Regions from separate parts of the Gossypium hirsutum genome. Here region 1 is linked to region 2. The links are chromatin contacts, called in public Hi-C maps. All regions are on one chromosome and are shown on one strand. The core of a region is the stretch at or near the end of the contact, and the rest is flanking DNA. Distances in the headings are between cores, read along the strand shown.

Region 1 (4,372 bases), core at 1,226-3,725, 83 kb before region 2:
CGGGAGGAGCTGTTAAACTACTTCCGTAGATTTCAAAATGCTTCTCAAAAGGTTTGAGCATACATCCTGCAACTTTTCACTTGAATATAAAGAAAGACTATCTTGCAGAGTTTAGGTTAAAGTTTCTGCTGATTCTTGCAATGAAATGACTGTCTTAAGCAGTACATCCATAAAATATTTTTCTTGCAGTAGACATATCAATCATTGCATCTTACATGATCTTTTTCTGCAATTCATCGCCAGAATGGCAGACATGTTTTCTTTCCCTCTAGATCTGCACGGTCAGAGGCTGATGGGGAGGAACCATTTGGAGAATCCAGGCGTATTGCCTGCAAAAAATGTGGTAACTTTCATGTCTGGGCACACACCAAGAAATCAAAATCTCGAGCAAGATGGTGCCAGGTATTTCCTTGCCCCCTAAAACATGTATCATTTTAGCTTGTTCTGTTTATGACTTTGACAATTACCACATTCTCATCAAGCATGAGATCCCCTAATGTCTGTGACGATTTCATTTGTTCCCTAACAAGAAATTAATATTGTTTTTGGAACTTACCTAAGGAATGCAAAGATTTTCATCAAGCAAAAGATGGTGATGGATGGGTTGAACAATCGTCGGAGCCCTTATTTTTCGGATTTTTGCTTAAGGTATGCACTGTCCACTTCTCATTACATGCAGATACTATTCCATTTTTCAATATCTTTGATTTGACACAAGTGATAATACAATCTCTTGAAAAAGAAACAGTTATAGGGATTGCTTTTAGAAGTATTGACCCCAGTTAGTTGAGGGTCAAGTCTTGTTTGAGTTGATATTCTTAAGATCTGTTTCTACTTTTTTTTTACATAAAGTTAATTGATTGTCGGTCTAGGTGGAAGCTCCCTCTGCCTATGTCTGTGCTGATAGCAAGATATACGATGCTACTGAATGGTATATTTGTCAGGTAAAGTCAACTTTCACTTGGTATTTGTTATCATGTTAATCTGCCACCCATCATGGATACATTTCTAAGGAGGTTTGAAGCATTTATTCAAAAGATTAACAGGAGCTACTGCTCTTTTTCTGGTTACCTAAAAAAGTTTAAGGCGATCTTTGGTTGTTAGTAAGAAGTTTGTCTTCGACCAAAAAATACCTGTGGGAAACTGTTAATATGAAGATATCTGGAGTTGAATAGGATGCTAAATGGGTTTCACATGGAATTTTCACAAGTTGTACCCACTTTGACATCCATCTCCGTCGCGTATGTGACTGTATTAGTCTTTTGATATGAATCATGTCTACACTTAATACTGCTGGATTATGTTGCAGGGAATGAGATGTCCACCTAACACACATAAGCCAAGTTTTCATGTGAACACTAGTGTGACATCCAAGCATGCTACTGGCAAGGGATCAAGTTCAGGACAGAGAGGTGGCACAATGCCAACTCCTCCTAATCTGGAAGAAACGATGACCGAAGAAGAATTCTTAGCGTGGTTACAGAATGCAGTACAAGGAGGCATGTTTGACAACTTTAACGGTAGCAGCACCTCTGCTGAAAATCCATCTACGAAAGCAGAAAGCAGCTCGAAGAGCAGCAGCAGCGGTAGTGGAAGCAAGAGAAAGAAAAAGGGTAAGAAACAATGGTAAGCTGCAGTCATCATGATTTGTGTAGGCCCGGATTGTCGAGAGAGAAAGCAATTTTTGGCCATAAACATCCAGAAAACTTGAATCCATGTTTAACTTGTTCTCGGGCCTTGAGGCATATTTCATGCAGATTTTGTATAGCATTTACTATCATCTTCCTTCAAATAATTAGATATGGAGCATCATACCAAATATGAAATAGATTGCAGAACCTGGAGGTTAATCTTCCCGGTTATAGTATTACTAAAAAAATTTGCAGTTCTCTTCTTACACATTCTTCATTTCATTTTGTTGTCAGTATCCTGATCAAAGCGTCAACTGAATTTCTAGTTCAATTTTTTTTTTCATTTGAAGAAATGCCTGACGATACTCTCAATTGCCATACAAGATGGTAGAATTATAATTCAGGACAATTTCCCTTTTCCTTTACTGAAATGGAAGTTGAAAGGATATTGTATTTTCTGAGGATAAATACTCGTATTAGTTCTTGTACAATGCAAATTTTATTTTTTTCTCTTTATTTTGATTTGTTCATTTTTAGTTTTGATATTTTAAAGTTATTAAATTAAATTTTACTATTTTTAAAAATTTTAAGTAATAAATATATTTTTAAATGTTATGTTAGTTTGATATTTTGACATAATCACAAAAAGATTTCATGTGTACAAGATATAACAAGATTGATAGTAGAATTTGATATAACAAAGGGTTTATCAGCTACTGTTAGCTGTTACTTTAAAATTAAAGTATAAAATCTAAATCTATAACGTAGGGCTAATAATCGAATTTTACCTACTGCGAACTATGTGATTTAAAAAGTGAAATTCACACGTCGCATAAATGGGCTTTACGATGTGGGTGTTGGGTGGCAGACTCAACCCATGGATTAGAAGCACCCATAAATGGCTCAATTCTATCTTTTTTATCCGTAACTCCAGATATTAAAGAGATATATGTTATTAGACTCTGCAACTCCTTCAAGTTCCTGCAATGGAGTCACTCCTACACTCTTCTACGAAAATTGTTGCTCCCACCCAACCCAAACTTCAAATAAAATGTGGGTTCTTCGGAAACCAACACTCTTTCTCCATATTCCCGCAACAAAACTCTTGCCTTGGTCGTAGAAAGCTTTTAATTGTGGAGGCAAAGAAGAACAAAAACAATGATATTAAGCAAGACAGTCACAGTTTCATCCCCAAACCAGATGAGACCACTGGGTTCTTCCCTGAAGCTGTTCTTCTCAAAGAGGTCTCTTTTCTGCATAAACCCATGTTCCTTTTTTTTCTCCTTTTTATGTTTTCTTTATTTGTGTTATTATAACTCTGCAATATCAATTGGGTTATATATCTATGTCTAGTAAAGATAAGAGTTTTTTCCCCTTTTTTTTTGCTTAGTAAAAAGAAAAGGCCAAGGCTTTCTTATTGTGAACTGCCACTGTTTCACGTACTGTTTTTGTGTTCCATTTGAGAAATTTTAGCTCCTTAATCTTTTTTTTTTCATGGAATTTGAGGTGTGGGTTTTCTCTTTGAATTGCAGAAGAAAGTTCAGGAAGATGGTAGACTTCTCCCAGAATTTGCTGACGAAGAAGAACGTAAGTCAATTGTGGTCATTAAGTTTGTATAACCTGCTTTTATATTTCAGATGAATAAATATAGCCGCGTTGTACTCATTAAAATTTTTTGTAAATTTGCAGAAGAATTGTATGAATCTCTCAACCTTGAGCTGCAAAGCGCATTGAACTTGGAACGCAGTAAGCCCACTTCTCGTAGTTACTTTGTAGTTTCTGCTAGTATGATAGGATTAAACATAAAGAAATTTATGGTTGTTTTCTTGAAAAAATTATTATTCTATCATAGTCATCAAGCTTTTTATTTGGTTTTCACAATTATACTCTTTTCTCTGCTTCTTGCCTTTTAAAAAGTGAAAAATATCTTCGAAATGGTTTAATTGACTCCTCATAGTTGTCTGAGCAGACCATGTTGTTGCAAGAATTCTTGATTCATGAATTGTAGGATGAACTTATGTCACTACTAACAAAGACTTCAGCAAGTGTTGGATTCAAAGCTGATTTTAGAAAGTATAAATTGATTTATTGAACTCCTGAATATGAAGCCAAAGATATCAACATCTTGGCAGCCTTCCAAGGAAATGGAAGATGAATATCTTAAAATGGGAGTTGAATAATTCAGGGAAACTCATGGTTTTATTAGCCTTTGTAATATCAAAGTTGCATTTTGGGGTTCTGATTTCTGTCAAATATGGAGAAGCAAACCTTTTATCATTGTATAGACAACGTGGATATTCTTTTTTCAATGTTGTTTGACATCTGGTCACTTTGTTATGATTCATTGTTCTCCTTGTTTTTACAGTGCGGCACTACGAGGTTGTTTATTTAGTTCATGAGAAGCATGATGAAGAGGTTGAAAGTGTCAATGAGAAAGTCCAAGGTAACTTGGTGTAAATTGTATGCTTATTGTTCTTTTCATTTTGGGCTATTAGTATCCTTTTATTGAATTCCCAACATATTCTTTTGAAAGAATCAATGAGAAAGTTCAAGGTAACCTGGTGTAAATTTCTTATATTATATCTGCAGATTTCTTGAGGGATAAGAAAGGCAGGTTATGGAGATTGAATGATTGGGGTCTTCGGAGACTAGCATACAAGATAAAGAAAGCTAAGAATGCCCACTACATCTTGATGAACTTTGAGTTGGAAGCTAGATGGATTAATGAGTTTAAGACTATG
Region 2 (4,520 bases), core at 365-2,864:
TAAAAAAAGATAAAAATAAAATTTTAAAACTAAAATATTATTAGATTTCTTCTTCTCTCACTTTGAACAAATAGGGTATTAAAAAGAAAAGGGAAATCGAGGGATTATCTATTCCCTCTTCGTTTCCTCCTATGTAAAAATATAATATCCAAATAAGAGTAATGTAAAGCTCAAATGCTACAAAAGGGATGAATTGATGATTAAAAACTTTGTAATAAAGATTGACAAATAAAAATTAATTTAAAAATTTTAAAGTGATTCGACTCTAATTGCCTATATGTATTACCTTAACTGTTTACAATTAAAGATTTTTCAAATTTACTAATTTGAAAAATTTTAAATACAATATTTAACTTTTACAACACTATTTTTTTTTTCATTTTGTGAATAAAACACAATCATACATAGAAATTGACTGAGCCATAAAAACACCTCTTTCCTTGTCTGCTTCAAAAAATTCTAAGACTTCCTTAAGAGGGATTTCAAATAATTGTAGGTCCTTTTTTTGTAAAGGTTAACTTAGCTAAACAATTTGTACGTTGATTATGCTTCCTAAAAATAGTAAACAAAATAAAATGATTTCCATTTAAAGTTTTCTACCCAAAACCTTAAAGTTACCACTCATAAAAACCTTTCTATACAATAATTAAGTCCACTCAAGTGAATTACAACTCTTGAAATGATGAAAAAAAATAAAACTCCATGCATGTGAAATAGAGATATGAGTACTCCAAGTGAAAGATTGGATTTTTCCACATTAAGCTTTGTAAACTTTGTTTCTTGTCTTTTTCTTGATATTCTTAAACTCTATTTATACTCTATTTTCTTTTTCTTTTCTTTTCTTTTTTTATTTCTAGCCATTTGGAGCAGCTAAATAAAAATTTGAGCCTTTGAAAACATTTACTCAAGCATTAAATACAATTTAAATATTTTTAACATAAAATTCCTGATGTAATCCCCAACAATTTATATTTTATCTTTTTCCTCATAATAAAAAAATCCTAACTTCAACCTCTCTACTAAGAACACATAATATAAAGACAATTTATAGAATTTGATCAACATAATATTAAGGATTTTAATTATTTGGACAAACTAATGGTATCATAAAAATAGATGATGAAATTATGTAAAATTAAAATATAATGACTAAACTTGAAACTTGAAACTTACCATTATAATATAATGATTAAAAATAAAATTGTGCCATTAGTTAGTCCAAATATTTAGCACCTTTGATATTTTGAGTAGCCGGCGTGAATTTTTTTAATAACCCTTGTTCCAATTCACTATGTTAAAACAAATTTTATTAGAACAAAATTTTTTAAAAAATCAACATAAAAAATTTAATTGAAATAATATTAATTATTTGGACTTAATTGAAATAATATTAATTATTTCGACTAATACTATTGTAAAGTTTGAGAGCCAAGTTATGTAAGATTAAAATATAAAAACTAAATCTCAAATGTTATTATAATAGAGGGACCGATAGTGAAATTTTACCACTATAACTGTAATGGCAAAAAAAAAATGAATGAGAGGGGTTGGACGCGTAGGCCTTCCTTTTATATAGAAGAGGGACCAATATTGAAAATTTACCATATAATTAATGGCAAAAAAAGAAAAAATGAATAAGAGGTGGTTGGACGCGTGTCACGAGGAAGGCCTTCAGGGCCATCTACTAGTATCATTTCCCTAGATTCGCTTGGGAAACCTTTTTAATTTTTTTTTCCTTAAAATTTTATAAAAAATAAATGATGTGAACTAAAAGTAATTAATATACATATATAATTTTTATAATTTTGAATAATTTTCATTCAAACATACTTATTACTTGTAATATATATAATTTTTAATTTTTAGTAAATATTAGTTCGTTATCCCTAATTCACTTTTGGAAAATATATAATCATTCATTTCAATTAAATTAATTAAAAATATTTTTTATAAGAATATCAATAGGTCATGTAGTAAAATCTTAATCCAGTTGTGGAGTTAAAATTTTCCTTCATTTATGTGCAAAATAATTACTCTTTTATTAAATAAATTGACTAATGATTGTGTTAAGTACAGATTTTTTAAAGATTAAATTATGATTATAGTCTCTTTACTATGTTTAGATTTAAATTTAGTATGTGTCCCTTAATTTGATATAATTTAATTCTTTTACATAATATCTTAATTAATTAAAATAGTTAATACCTTTAATTATTCTAGTAAAAATGTAGCCCACAATTTTTTTTTAAAATGCTCAACTTTGATGTGATTCTGTATGGCCATGAGAGGGGGTGGGGGTTTCCATAGACCAGAAGCACAAATGAGAGCTTTTCAATTAACGAGTGTGGGTTACACTATATATATGGGCTTTAATGGTTATAAATATACACGGTGCAATAATCAAGAAGGAAGTCACAAGATGGAACTACGTCTTAATAAAAGCTTTGCTAACACGGGTTGGTGTAACAGATTCTCAAAGTCACAGTACGTTTGGTTTCATCTAATAAAATAAAGGCTGTAGTTGAATAAAATTGTAATGAGTAATTTTAATTGTTTAGTTCAACAGAATAAAATGAAATAGAATCGTAATAATATTCATGTATTTGATTGAATAGAATAGATATTATAATAACATAAAGAATAATGTTTAAATGACCAAAGTGCCCTTAACAGAATTTTTTAGATAGATAATTATTGTTATTATTATTAAACTTTAATAACATTTTTATTAAATATATTTTAATAATATTTTAAAAATATATATTTTAATAAAAATAATAAATAATTTAATCATATTTTAACATAATTATTATTAAATATAATTTAATAAAATAATATATAATTTAATAATTATTATAATATGAATTAAAAAATATATAATATTATAAAAATAATATATAACCTACTTTAATATTTTTAAACTGCAATACATATTTAATGTGCTAAAATATCATTAGTGAAATAAATAATTTAATTATTCTAAAATAAAAAGAAAAATATTAAAAGTAATAAATAGCTTGAGAATTATATTTTACATCCAAACATAATGTTCATATATTAACAAAAAGTTACATGATTTCATTAGCTTATATGTCATAATCTATATGTTAAATTTTACAACAAAAAAGTTACAACACTATAATGACATTCTATCATAACATTATAATGACATTATACCATCCAAATATTACATATACAAAAAGTTACCAAAACATTACCAACACAACCATGATTTTTAATGATTAAAAAGAAATATTCTCACCCATTCCAATTGCACAGAAGAATGTAGACTAAAGAAAATTAGCATCGCGTTGGATGCTCTTACATTCATGCTCAAACTCTAGATATGATGGCAAGTATATCAGAAAAGCAAAAAATAAATATATCATGTTAGGTAGTTTCAAATTCATGGTTGGCCAACAAATTAAAGGCTAGTAATTCTAATTCTTTAACCCTCCCCCAAGGCAAATCAAGCAAAGCAAGCAAGGTATCAAGTAATAGTATGCTCAAAATACACTCAGTACCTGCACTCTTGTACATAAAAACTAAATGACAAAGTTCAAAGAATTCATTAGTATCTATCTACAATCCAAAGGAGAGCGATACTGAAGAAAAGTAATTAAAAGGGCAAAACACATTACCTAATTACCAGCTGTTATTAAAGTATAGTTAATTCAAATATTAAATACACATGGTCTACAATTGACACCAATTGATTTTTTCAAAATTATGGCACCAAAAGACCTTTACTCCCCCTCCCCACTCCATAAACGACTACATTAATGGGGGTAGCAAGGGACACATACTGATTATAATTTTCTTCCCAAAGCTCAGCTTTATCACACGAAAACCCTTATCCCATGCCCTTCATCAACAAAGAAATTGAATCTAACAGGCTATTTGACTTCACATTGTTTTTAAACAACACAAGAAGTTCAAATTACAACTAAAAAAAGTACAAAAAATTAGAAAAAAAAATTGATGGGGTGTTTAAGTTCAAACCTGAGATTAAACTAGAGAAGCCAACAAGAATAAGCACTAGAAAGAAGCTATAAGAAGAATGGATAATAATTCATTATTCTTAAATGTTATCATAATAGATGAACACCAGAGAGTAGCTATAAGAAGAATAGATAGAAAATTGAAAAACAAATGCCTTATACAACTCAATTCCAAAAACCAATAAAATACTTGCCATGACCAAGAAAATAATGGATTAGATTAACTTTATGGAGAATTAAAAAGGTTGTACCGGCTTGTGGTTAGAATTAAATATATATCTTTAACAGTCTCAGAATTTGGAATTTTTTATACAAAGAAGGCTTCAATCTAAAGACAAGAAAGAGTTACAAATGTTAAGATTCGTCTCTTTAAGGCTTCAATCTAAAGCCCAGGTTCGGTACATGAATCATATTATATGGTAGCCATGAATAACCAATCTAATTAATGAAATAATTACATCACTCAGAATCTACAACTTTCCTATTTGAGTTCAAACTTTTAATGGATTTTTTGAGACC

The links. Hi-C and Micro-C count contacts between places; a contact is called where the count stands out from the background.
Region 1: a Hi-C map of leaf shows a contact between it and region 2, with 2.5 times the contacts expected there. The contact joins the promoter of LOC107896404 here to the enhancer-like site in region 2. A contact is called at or near these places in 3 of 34 Hi-C or Micro-C datasets (callus and leaf).

The regions. Positions count from the first base shown.
Region 1 is chrA10:101,983,225-101,987,596 of Gossypium_hirsutum_v2.1, reverse strand. LOC107896404 (putative vacuolar protein sorting-associated protein 13F) reads left to right here and starts at 2,475. Exons shown (of 5, transcript XM_016821569.2): 1 at 2,475-2,875; 2 at 3,164-3,218; 3 at 3,321-3,377; 4 at 3,997-4,074; 5 at 4,221-4,372. The coding sequence starts at 2,618. LOC107896403 reads left to right here. Exons shown (of 10, transcript XM_041079148.1): 6 at 1-51; 7 at 244-402; 8 at 562-648; 9 at 873-944; 10 at 1,310-1,895. The coding sequence ends at 1,630.
Region 2 is chrA10:101,898,930-101,903,449 of Gossypium_hirsutum_v2.1, reverse strand. LOC107944934 (a long non-coding RNA gene) reads right to left here. Exons shown (of 2, transcript XR_001696391.2): 2 at 4,331-4,520. Among protein-coding and RNA genes, the nearest start is that of LOC107944934, 3.3 kb to the right of the region's middle. Within about 2 kb of position 1,614, at least 3 of the 9 cell types and tissues checked have an H3K27ac peak or open chromatin away from gene starts, as enhancers often do. A contact at or near this core is called in leaf, where this site is marked.